Regions from separate parts of the Mus musculus genome. Here region 2 is linked to region 1. Evidence: chromatin contacts called from public promoter capture Hi-C data. All regions are on one chromosome and are shown on one strand. The core of a region is the stretch at or near the end of the contact, and the rest is flanking DNA. Distances in the headings are between cores, read along the strand shown. Region 1 holds the start of Ucp3 (uncoupling protein 3 (mitochondrial, proton carrier)). Region 2 holds the start of Il18bp (interleukin 18 binding protein).

Region 1 (2,893 bases), core at 209-2,708:
CCAGAATGAACCCTGACTTCCTTATGCATGCCCTCCACAGATGCCTGGAAAGTATTTCTGGTGACCCAGAGACTGTAGCAGCCAACCTTAAAACTCCCAGCAGAGGTTTGACTCTAGCTAGGCCTGAGCTCTCCTCCCTCTGGGTTTCTCCAGAACCTGCTGCCTCTAGTTTGACTTCTACTTGTAGCCCCAGCCCCCACATGGTTCCCACAGTCCTGCCCATGTCCAGATTAATAGTTCCAGACTGAGCTCAAAGCAGTGAGCAGGTCCTGGTCCAAGAAACAGGATAGACAGTCTAGATGTCACAGCACCCACCCTGCCATGGCGCTGCGCTCAAGTTCCAAAATGTCCTCTACCTTCTCTGTCCTACTTATCTCCTCTCCCCTCTCCTTTTAGTTTCCCTTCTATGCCACCTGGCTCCCAACTTCAGCTGTGCCCACCCAGTCTTTAACCTCAGCGCCTGCAGATGGACCAGCCTACGGTGGTTGCTGCAAGGGATTCTGCTCACCCTGCCCCATCTCCGGTCCCAGCATGTCCATGTCATGAGGAATCAGGATTGCAGCTGATAGACCCAAAGTGTGGTATAGGTTACAGGCAAGTCAGGCCTGCAGTGACCTAGCTGTCTGTCCTTGACAGTCAGTTTTCTGTGTAAAGTAAGCATTGACACATGAGGGCTCTACACAGTACGTCAGTGTCTACCGGTACAGTGCAGTGTGTTAACACCACTGTGAAAGAAACCAGCCACAAGAGGCTATACATTCTATATAATCCTACTCAAACAAAGCATCTAGAACAAGCAAATTAAGAAGCAGAATAAAGACGAGTGGTTGCCTGAAGCTGGGGGAAGGGAAAGGGGGTGACTTGTTCTGTTTTTGTCTTTGAGCCATGATGAAAGTGTTCTGAACTAGCATGTAGTAGTTGATCAACCAGACTGTACTAAACACTATTGTGTGCTCTATGTGGGCAAATCACATGCTGTGTACAATACATCTGTTGTCCTTTGTTTTTAAATTTAGGATCCTGCTTCCTAGAGATGTGGGAAATAGAAGCGCTGTGCCTGAAATATCAAGCATATCTTGGCACCAAGATGTCCTCTACCTTCTCTGCCCCGTCTTCTCCTCTCCCCTCTTGAGAATGTCAGGCCTCTAAGAAGTGACACCTGTAACCATTGTATAGGATCCTGGAGAGCCCCTGTCCTAAGAGACCTTGTCCTTTGGGCTCTCAAAGGTGACAAATGCTGTCACACACCTCCTGGCCACCAAGGTAGCTCTCCTCTTGAAAGCTCAAAGGAGCCACATTAAAGAGCCCCAGGTCACGGAAGCTAAACCAGATCTGGAACTCACTGGTCCCCTCCCCGCAGCCTGCCTCTTGTCAAGTGATCAGACTGTCAACTAGCTTCTCAGAATTAGGTTTCAGGTCAGCTGGTGCACAGGGCCAGTGCCGAGCCAGGGACAGCAGAGACAACAGTGAATGGTGAGGCCCGGCCGTCAGATCCTGCTGCTACCTAATGGAGTGGAGCCTTAGGGTGGCCCTGCACTACCCAACCTTGGCTAGACGCACAGGTAAGACCCCATACTCTGCTCTCCTCTCCCTTTTTCCCTTCCATGGATGCTCACAGCCAGGAGCTTGCTGGGATCACTCAGCACTGCGTGAGAGACCGAGAGTGAGCCGGTCTAGCTCCCACCTAGTAAAGATGAAGGAACTGCAGGCCTGGGGAGGGCCTTGACTTCCACATCTATGTGACTCCTCACAACTCCCGTGTTTTGCTGACTCCTCTGCTGGGATCTTACAAATGCCAGATGAAAAGTGTCCCTCTCCTTTGGCCCAGGATCCCCACGGAGCACAAAGCCCTCTCCAGCAAGGATCCTGGGGCCCTTCCTGGGTAGAGATGATGAGGGCACCTCTGGCCTGAAGCCTGGTCTAGAGCCCGTGGTCACTCTGTCTAGTGGCATCCTTGATGCGGATGTATTGTTGGAGAGAGTTGGGTTGGCCCTATAGGCTAGAGTACCTCATGTTGTGGGTACCCCAGTAGAGCTACAGGGTGAGGATTGTTCTCAACTTCCACTTCCAGCTGGGGGCATCAGACCGATAATAACCGAGGTGCGCCAAGGAGGAGGTTGGGAAGCTCAGACCTCAGGGCGTTCCCTACTGCGCCAGGCATTGTAGCCTCACCCACATACTCAAGTCTGTCTGCTCATCCTTTCTCTTTCTGATGGATGGTTTGGGGGCACTCCTTCAAAACTTGGGTACACACAATTGCAAGCTCTTAACCAAGTTCGTGCTTCAGTGTCTCTTGAGAGCACCTTTCCAGCAGTATCCTCAGTGGTGTTAGAGCCCCAAGGCTCCCTTCTCATCTATTCTTGCTGCCTGCACCAGCATGCTCTGACGGCCCAGGCCCCCACCCACCCTGGACTAAGTGTAACCTTGGCATTCGCAGCCTTCTACCAAAGGGCCCTGAGATCATCTTTGACCTCATTTCCTGTCTCCTCATTTTGGCACGATGGTCTGACTTAAGACCTTCCCTATAACAGTTTTCACAGAGGAGGGTAAGTTGATCTTGTCCCTGCCTGGAGGCTCCGACAGAGCCAGAAGAGTCACTGATAATGGGGCAGCGCTACAAGACAGTAGGGTCAGAAGTAGCAGAGGACAAAGTGGGTACAAGAGGGAAGCCCGGATTGACAGGGAAGCAAAAACTCCAGGGACACGCCTGGCCTCCGTGGGGAGAAAATTCCATTCCGTGCCTTCTGCAGGACCTGACTCAGCACCAACATCACCTGAGGTTCCCTCCAGCAGAAAGGACTCAGAAGTCAGTCCCTGACAGCAGCCATACCCAGGTCCTTTGCCTGTCTAACCTCAGTGTTTCTCTCCAAAGCAGAGCAGAACACAGGATGGT
Region 2 (3,011 bases), core at 335-2,834, 1.5 Mb after region 1:
TTGGAAGTAACACTCCCAAGTCAAACCCCCACCCCCCAACTCTGTATTCACAGCCTGCTTCTGGCAACTGTATCCTCTTGGGCTCCCATACTTGTTGCTTACTCAGTGGCACTTCTTTTTCTGGCCAAATCACATCCAGTGCTGGGTACTGCTTAGTTGGGACTGCTGGAGACCAGGAAGAGCATGGGTCTTTTGAGCTTCCAGTTAAGACAGTGGCAGTTGTCTGAGGTGCAGATGTGGCTCTGGCCAAAATGACATGGACATACAAAAGCAGGACCCACCAAGAACTGGGGCCTGAGGAACAAACAGTTACAGCTGTAAATAAAACTGAAGCTCAGCTTTCTAGCACCCATCTTAGTTGGGGACAAGCTGCTACCTGGGTAGGAACAGACCTCGACCCAGATACTCCTAGGTTCTCACCAGGAACCTGAGTGGGTGGAGACCGTTTAGCCCCCACCCCTCGGCTCTGCTGAATGTAGTGCAAAGGAGCCTTGAAATGGAGCCAGAACCAAAGTAGCTACATAGGCGCTTACAGCAATGGAAGAATTGGATGGAACTTCCTTGGGGTGGGGGGTGTTGGGTAGCAGAGTTAGCCACATAGCTCCATTCCTTTAAGAGCCACAAAGCCTAATGTCCCACCTGCTGTCCAGCAGTGTCTCATGGTCATGATGACTTGCAAGCAAGTCTGGTGTCTGTGACTTCCTCTGGAAAAAAATAAGTAAAAGTCAGCTAGCCCTACATCTGTGTTCTTTCCCTCAGGCAGTGTTACTGACACCCATTTGAGCTGGTAGTTTAGAGGGCAGACCTGTAGCCACCAGCTGGGCTATCCACACTTAAGGCACTGCTGGTGTTAATAGTAACAATTTTCTCTCATACCAGCTCCAAACAGCACTTATATAACTTATACCCCCTTAGGAAGGAGAGAAAGTACTAAAAGCCAGGGACTTACCTGGGAAGCAACAGTCCGTTTGCCAGCTTGCCAGCCTCCTTCTGGGAAGGGCAGGCAGCAGTCAGCTTCTAGGAAATCGAGCACCTATTTTCACTTTCACTTTCTTAGCTAGGAATCCCAATCGAAAGCAGGCTGTTCCGAATGGGCCCCTCTCCAAACTCACAGGAATCCTCTATCTACCTCACCCCTCTCTCTAAGGTTAGCGAAGGGGTGAGAAAGATGAGTCTCTCACAGGTCTGTACCTGTCTTGCCCCTTCCACCCTTCACAGCCAACTTTCCTTTCTCCAGAACAAACTCCAAGGAGGCAGTATTTATTAGTACTGGGAACCCCAAATTGAACCACTGACCTTTTTACATTCAGTGCCTCACTGGCCCATTAATATCGTAGTTTCTCTCAAGCTCCCCCACTCCCATCCCTCACCCCAAGGTCAGGTGTATCACTTAACACCAGCCTTCACACACAGCCACAGCCACTTGTACAGGTTCGTTTTCAGTAAATTTAGATCTTCCTACCTGGCTCCTAAGCCCCGAATAGCTTCTTGGAGCTCTAAGGCTCAGCCAGGATAGCTGCCTGGCCCCAAGAAAATCTCACCACAGGAAGGAGCAACTTCCCTGCCTGGCTCGTGTACAAAACTCCCAGCCAAGCGAGAGCTGACCCCAAATAGCCAGGAAGGCACTTCCGCAACACTGGCTCCAGTAGCTCAGAGACTGGTACTTGGAAAGAACAAAATTAGAATCAAACAAAACCCTGAAGCCATGCTCCCTGCATGTGCCAGAACCTCTTGGGGCAGAACGACCAATGCGCACACTTGGGGCAAAGTGCTGTGCTCTTAGGTCTGTGATTCTGTCACCAGAGGGTAGAACTGGTGACAAGTGGGATGGAGCAGGTTGGAAGGACCTGTGGGAATAGATTCATACCTGGTTCAGATGCAGGAGGCTAAAAGCTGTCTTCTATGTGGCACAGTCACATTTCTTTTGAGCAGTCCACCTACCCTCTACCACCTAGGTTGCTGAATTCAGGGCAAAACTCCCTCAGAATCCAGGATCTCTAGGAGTTAGGTCCAGAAGTTGTGCATCCACACACAGCCATTGGGGGATTTCTCATTCCACTGGGGTTTGGGTAGGGGTGCAGGACGAGGAACTGCACTGTACCTTACAAGACTAAAGGTAAAACATAGACGTAGCCTTCACCTTAGGGAGAGGGGAGGACAAATACCAAAGGAAGAGTAGCCTGTCTCTTGGCCTTCTGCTCAGCTCTCATTCCTCTGAGGATGGAGGGAAAAAGGAAGCCACAGCTGAGTAAGAGAACAGGCTGAGTTGTGGGGGTATCAGGGTACTAGTCTCAGACTGGGGGTGAAGGCCTCAGGGCCCCTGATGCCGTAGGACAGGAGACACACACACACACACACACACTCTCACAGAGGGAGGATGGGTGAGAAGGCAGGACCAATGGCTCCAGGTTCCGGCTCTCAGGTGGGATGCAAGAAGCCAAGATACCCCAGGGGGCCCGGGAAAGAGGTGGCAAAAAAAAAAAGGCAAATGCGTGTCCAGCTTTGCAGCCAGCTCATGGAGCTTTATTCAGATGTGATGACAAGATCCTGTTTGGTTCTTGTTGCCTTCAAATGGGCCAGGCCAAATTTCTCTAGACACCCAGTGCTGCTGACCCATGATGCCCTCCCCCTTTCTTCAGACTTCCAGGACTACAGTTAGGCCTGCTCAGAAGTCCCCTTTCAGAGCCCATCTTTATTCAGGCCTCATTCTGCCTATGCACTCACCATTCTTAACGTCAGGCCTGGGAAAAACCCACAAATGACCAAGCCTACCTAGGGACGTTTCCTGGGCTGGAATCCCCTCTTAGCTTCAAGGGCACACTGATGACTGGCAGAAAACAGAGATCCATTAGTCTGTCTGCTCTGTGCATACACAAACATACACACTCTTAGGCTTTCAGGAAGGAAGTGATGTGCAGAGTACCCTTTGGCACATGTCAACACTTCCATGAAGGGTGTACTTGCACAAGAAGCTGCAACATTCGCTGCTGCCAATGTAGCTTCCACAGCTT

What was found. Promoter capture Hi-C pulls out the DNA fragments that hold promoters and counts their contacts.
Region 2: a contact with region 1 is called in a promoter capture Hi-C map of hippocampal neurons, with 3 times the contacts expected there. The contact joins the promoter of Il18bp here to the promoter of Ucp3 in region 1. A contact is called at or near these places in 3 of 39 promoter capture datasets (hippocampal neurons, liver and pre-B cells).

Annotation. Positions count from the first base shown.
Region 1 is chr7:100,471,533-100,474,425 of GRCm38.p6, forward strand. Ucp3 (uncoupling protein 3 (mitochondrial, proton carrier)) reads left to right here and starts at 1,459. Exons shown (of 7, transcript NM_009464.3): 1 at 1,459-1,562.
Region 2 is chr7:102,016,648-102,019,658 of GRCm38.p6, forward strand. It overlaps Il18bp (interleukin 18 binding protein), which reads right to left and starts at 1,585. Exons shown (of 7, transcript NM_010531.2): 1 at 1,463-1,585; 2 at 950-1,017; 3 at 640-704; 4 at 103-294. The coding sequence starts at 667. It overlaps Rnf121 (ring finger protein 121), which reads right to left. Exons shown (of 9, transcript NM_029211.3): 9 at 2,490-3,011.